Regions from separate parts of the Danio rerio genome. Here region 2 is linked to region 1. The links are chromatin contacts, called in public Micro-C maps. All regions are on one chromosome and are shown on one strand. The core of a region is the stretch at or near the end of the contact, and the rest is flanking DNA. Distances in the headings are between cores, read along the strand shown.

Region 1 (3,030 bases), core at 141-2,640:
ACAGTCATTAAAACTTGTACAATAAAACTAAAATAACAAATGTTAATTGAAAAAATAATTAATTAAAAATATATTACAATTTAATTAAAATGTTATTACTCTATAGACACATTCAGAAAAATAACAATAAAAAAAGACATTCTAAATAAAAAAAATACTTAATAAAAAGTACAATAGTTATTTAATGAGAAAAAAAGCTGCTACTAGATACAATAAAATGTATTATTATTCAATCTCTTTCTATTATTCATTCTATTATCTTTTAATTGCTTTATTAAGCTGGGGTTGCCACTGCAGAATGAACCGCCAACTTATCCAGCATGTTTTACACAGCGGATGCCCATCACTGGGAAACATCCATACACACTCATTCACATACACTACGGACAATTTTAGCTTACCCAGTTCACCTGTTCACGTCTTTCAAATTGTGAGGGAAACAAGCACTTGGAGGAAACCCACGCCAACACAGGGAGAACATGCAAACTCCACACAGAAACATCAACTGACCCAGCTTATAATTATTATTATTATTATTAATTATAATATTTTCCCTGACCATGAGGCCAGAATAACAGAGGATCATATCAAATATATTCATAGAAACTTGTGAACATCACACTGATAAACATTGACCGCATTGACCCAACTGTTCTTGTAAGAGACTACATGTAACAGATCAACAGTAGATGGCGCTGTAATGGTGTGCAGCGTCTGAAATAAGACAAAAAAAAAATAAGAGGAAGAGTGACGAAAGAAAAGTAAGTTACTCCATCACAGAAGGTGGCGATATGCACCTTTAAAGTTGGTTCGCTACTCGCCATAAAACCACGAAGAAGAAGAAGAAGAAAAGTAAGTAGAATGGCAACCTGCTATAGTCACAAGGAGGCGAGAGAGTAAGAAATATATTAATGTTCTTTTCAAGATATAATTTTACTCTTCACAGTACATTTGAAATAAATATATTGAAGGCTATTAAGAATTCTCAATGTAATTTTCAAGTGTAAACTATTGTTCAAAGCGCTGCTGGACCAGTTTTATCGCGTGACACCTGTTACGTTTTTCAGCGGTGCATGACAGAATAGCTGAAAGGACCAATCAATGTCGTTTGTGGTTAGTAGGTAAAGAGGGGGATTTAATAGTTTTATAAAATTAATTGAGTCATTGTTGCAGTTTTCTTTCATGCACCACAGTTATTTTTAATGCTTGTATTTAAACGATGATACATTTTAGAGTACATATACCTGCAGCCAAACACAAAACGCCCTCAAATGTGAATTGTATCACTGGAGAATTCAGCCTTCTGATCCTCCAAGCGCCTCTGCTGGAGGAAATGTTTGCGTTTAAAGGATCTTCCCAAGATTTTTAAGTGAGCATGACGCAGATGATGTGAGGTTAATGTTCATATCTCAGCGTTCAGGTAACCTCTCTCGTTTAGAGTAAAATAAATTGTATATTCAGCAGCAGCATTGCACATTAATTCACAGCCTTACTGTTATCCTTATGATACGGTTCGGGTTGAAGGTTTCAGTCGTCAGATATTACGAATGCTATGCGCACAGAAATTACAATCAAAGTGAGCTTACTGTGTGACCACTAAACTAAACTTTACGGAACTCTTACTTCACTGAAAAGTGTTGTAATCACATCTCCAGCACATACATGTAAATGTAATGTAAAGGAAATGCAAAGTATTTTTACCTCGCATTTTTCTGCCTTTTTGTTCTTATTTTGGTTCTTTTTTATTTAATTTACTTATTTGTACAATTTTACCTTCTGTTTGGAGATGAAACATAGACACAAACCTAAATTGTGTTTACTTGTAGTTATCTTAAAAAACATATGAACCAAGAGAGTTTAAGTAAAGTTATTTTTTTATTTTTGATCTACAAAGACGTTTAGTATACAGTGGTAATACTGGAGTAAAGAAAAACATTCCCGAACGAATAAAGTATGACAATCACAGTCAACTACTAAAGTACCTCTATTAATTAGTAAAAGTGATGACGTTGAAAATTCATAGAAACAGCAAATGTTAGCTAAATCATAAACAAGCAAATGCTTCAAAGTGGCAAAGTACATGTTGCGAAATATGCTCGCTGAACTTACTTTGATATTTTTTTTGTTTGTTTCTATTTATATCTCACCCTAAGAATTAAGATTAACTCTTCACCTTTATTTTATTATCTTTCAGCTCATTGAATCACAGACCAGACTGACTCTTAATGATGTCTCGAGAGCAGCTTGCTGTTCAACAGGCCAGAAAGGCATTCTTGACCGGAAGATCCAAACCCCTGGACTACAGAGTCAAACAACTTAAAAACCTAAGCCGATTCATTAAAGAAAGAGCAGCAGACATCACTAATGCCCTGAGAAAAGACCTCTATAAGGTGAATCAAAATTGCCAGCTCTGCATATTCTGTTTGGATGATTAACTGGGTTGAACGTAATGTCTGTGTTTTTGTAGAGCGCAAACTCAACACAGTTGTTTGAGATCCTTGGCTTGGAGGGAGAGATCAATCTGGCTGTCAGCAAACTGGCTGAGTGGGCAGCACCTCGTCCTGTGAATAAAAACCTTCTGACCATCTCAGACGATGTGTTCCTACAGCCAGAGCCTCTTGGTGTTGTGCTCATCATTGGGGCGTGGAACTATCCAATAGCAGTTACCCTGCAACCTCTTGTTGGTGCCATTGCTGCAGGTGAAGCATAAACCTACCTTATGTTGACATTATTGTTAGAGTCGTGAGACTACAAGTTTAAAGAAATTAGTCCAAAAAGCGTCATTAAAGTCTGCAAGACATCCAAATTTACAATATTTATGTTGCTAGCACACATTGTTAGTCATATGGTGAACAATTAATCCAAACGTTCCAGTCAACTTAAAAAAAAAAACAGTTTGTTTTGCTAATTTGCATTTAATCAAAATCAAAATGTTTGCTTTAACTCTGGAATTAACTATTAGTTTGGTGAGTGTGAATGATGAGAGGAGTAGCTCAAAAATAAAACCCCAGCCCCAACTCAATATCCATT
Region 2 (3,030 bases), core at 237-2,736, 41 kb before region 1:
TTTTTCCTAGTACACTTATTGCAAGAATGACAGTGGGGACTCTTACCCAGTGGAGAGGGGGAGTAGGGCCGAGAGCTGCCAGTAGAGAGACGTCGCCCCACTGTTTGGACAGTATCTGCAGGGCTTGGGGAAGCAGACACCATTTTAGGGAAGCCCATGGGGCTTGTGTTGGAGCGACGCACTGTGCCTGACCTGTGACCATAAAAACAGACAAAAATTATACTATAGTGGTATTCAGACAAGCTTACAAATGCATTTCAAAGCACAAAATCAAAGTGTAAACTGTTCTTAAGCAACCACTGCACAATGATTTTTGACTAACTGATCTAAGGGAGTTTTGTGTGCACATGTAAGGCCAGTTCTCTTTAATTTCATATAGGTGTCCAAAAAGAGGTGTGATTCATCACATTATCTGTTCATATGAGCAAATAATATTTGGCAAACACAGTGTCACTGTATTTTTTAATCTTCCTCAATACTCAAAAATGATCACAGTGTCTAAAAAAAATCAAGAAAATATTTGAATAACCGACCCCCAAATTTTGAAAGGTTAGCCAAAAGAGAGATACTTAAGATTCCCATGCAATCCATAAACAAGCTAGATGACATCCCCATAAACAGCCCACATATACAGATAGTCACCTAGCACACAATTAATATTCATTAATTTGGTCTAAAGCAGAGCCAGTGGGGTTTTAACTAGTATGAAGTCTGAGCTGACTAACAGGCTCAGATAATGGGAATCAGCCTGGCCCTGGGCACAAGGACAGCACTGCCGCCATGGTAAGCTTAATCACTTTTGGAGACACAGGGCAGGTCACAGTGAAGTAGGCCGAGCAGCTGTTAAAGTCTGGCATGACTAATTGGAGATGGAGCAAACGTCATTATCTCAAGACTCTGCCAAACCTCAGCCTAAACACCCAAACACACCGGTTCACAAAGACACATTGCAGGGTTTTTATGTTCTAAACATTTGTATATATTAAATTCAGAAGCAAAATAATATAATAATACTATTTATAATTTACATAGTATCATTTATAAATCTATTCTTACTTTAAAACATTATCAGAATTGATTGCCTTCACAATTAAAAGCAAAAAGTGTCCTCCAATAGGACAGGTGTGTGAGATATTTTTGATGTCACGTTTATTAATAAATGAACAAATCAAAATGTCAGCACAAAGACGAGAAGATCCCACACCAGAACAACAGGGTAGGAAAATATGTTTTGTTTATGTTATGTTTGGGAAATAATGAGAGACAATTAATGAGTCAGACAAATCATGTCTCAGATCTTGGCAAGATCAAAACTTGCACATTCAGCAGGCAGTTTAGCAAAAGTTACATGTTCCCATTGTTGGGTGTCTTACCTGGGAGAGCCATAAAGTGTTGTGGTTGGGCTGCTGGAGAGGTTCTGTTTGATCCGCTGGTAGTTTCGCACCTGTGAGGGCACAGGAATTGGCGTGGTCTCGCTCCGTGGTGACACCATTGGCGTCTGTCCAGTAGATGGCTGCGGTGACCTGAGAAACCCAGAAAACAAGGTGGCAATCCAGTCAGGCTGCTTTTCCAACCCCATTTCTGAGACAAAAACCTTAAAATAAAAAACCTCAAGCTTAAAGAATCATTCAACATGTGATCTTTAAAAGTAAAGAACGTGAAGCTTCTGTGTTTCTGCTGAAAGGGCATGTCTGAAACAAATGGGCGGAGCTTTGGGGTAAACACAACCCTCTGACCAATCAGAAAGGAGCAGGGAGGAGTCTTGGGCGGAGTTTTTAGACAGTGGCACGTGCTGAGTCCTCCTACTTCCACCAGTCACAGACAAAGAAAACAAAACAGCATGTTCTTATTCTACCAGGAACACAATGTTTTTTTAGCGATGTCATGGCTGGGTCATGTATGGGAGGGTGCAAGTAAACCATGCAAATGTCCGATAAGAAGGAAGGGGAGCTAAAAAGGGGAAAATGAAGCTGCACATTAAGGTCTGAGCTTCAGACTGCTGGATTATGTAATGAGAGAGGGAGGAGAGTGGTCCACACGTGAGCCCTTAACCGACTGCACACAAACACACTTTCTTTGTTTGACCCACAGGCAGTTCAGCATGACACTAAACCAACAGCACACAACGGACGAGAGTGTGAATGTATAATGAATACAGAAAAATCTATGCTTTAACTTAGTATGAAATTGATAAAAGTGCCAGTAAAACCATTATTCATGTTACAAAAGATTATTAGTTTAAGTAAAGGCTGTTTTTATTCTACAGTCATCAAATAATCTAGAAAAAGCATAACTGTTATTTTCAACATTGATATTAATAATTGTTTGTTTTAAGCACTATATCAGCTCATGATTTCTGAAGGACTGTGCAACAATAAACACTTGGGTAATGGCAGAGCTTTTACTCAAGTAAATTTAAAAGTTATTTCACAAAATTTACTCAATATATTAGTAAATATCTATAAATCAAAAAATTTTAAGCAAAACAAATCTTTAAAAATATGAAAAATGTAATAATACTGCTCATTTGAATCCTTAGCAGATTATATGAATGAATGTCACATGTTGTTCATAATGTGTGGTTATTAAATACAATTGTAGCATTTTAAAGTAAGTGTTTGATTAATTTCTATTTCGATTATTAATTTTTACTAAGACCAAATATTTGCCTCCTCTTAGTTATCATATTAAAGAACTATTGAATCGTTATATCCATGATTGTTTTATATTTTTAAAGCAAAACAGTTTTAGATTTTAAAAACCAATAAAAGAAAAAGTCAAAATTATTTAAAAAAAATATATAAATGTACTAAACCATTCTGTCAACATTACACTTAATATTAAAATAAATATTTTACAACCCAGCAAGTTAGATTAGATGTTTTGAACAAAATTAGACTTCCCTCTTTGTTTTTAGCACTTAAAATAAGCAAGATTTAGGGTTTCAATTAATCAATAACTGTTCTGCTTATGCTAAAAAGACAAAAAGTGAATCTTAAATGATTGTCAATCATATTTCCTCAAATTTAT

What was found. Hi-C and Micro-C count contacts between places; a contact is called where the count stands out from the background.
Region 2: a contact with region 1 is called in a Micro-C map of caudal fin, with 10 times the contacts expected there. The contact joins the enhancer-like site here to the promoter of aldh3a2a in region 1. A contact is called at or near these places in 5 of 18 Hi-C or Micro-C datasets (caudal fin, embryo, hematopoietic stem cells and 1 more) and 3 of 4 datasets of contacts at active chromatin or transcription factors (caudal fin, embryo and gastrula embryo).

What each region holds. Positions count from the first base shown.
Region 1 is chr15:23,305,406-23,308,435 of GRCz12tu, reverse strand. aldh3a2a (aldehyde dehydrogenase 3 family, member A2a) reads left to right here and starts at 1,390. Exons shown (of 11, transcript NM_212649.1): 1 at 1,390-1,420; 2 at 2,195-2,390; 3 at 2,468-2,699. The coding sequence starts at 2,229.
Region 2 is chr15:23,346,382-23,349,411 of GRCz12tu, reverse strand. ulk2 (unc-51 like autophagy activating kinase 2) reads right to left here. Exons shown (of 27, transcript XM_002664615.7): 15 at 1,374-1,523; 16 at 47-192. Among named protein-coding and RNA genes, the nearest start is that of usp2a, 32 kb to the left of the region's middle. Within about 2 kb of position 1,486, at least 54 of the 62 cell types and tissues checked have an H3K27ac peak or open chromatin away from gene starts, as enhancers often do. A contact at or near this core is called in caudal fin, where this site is marked.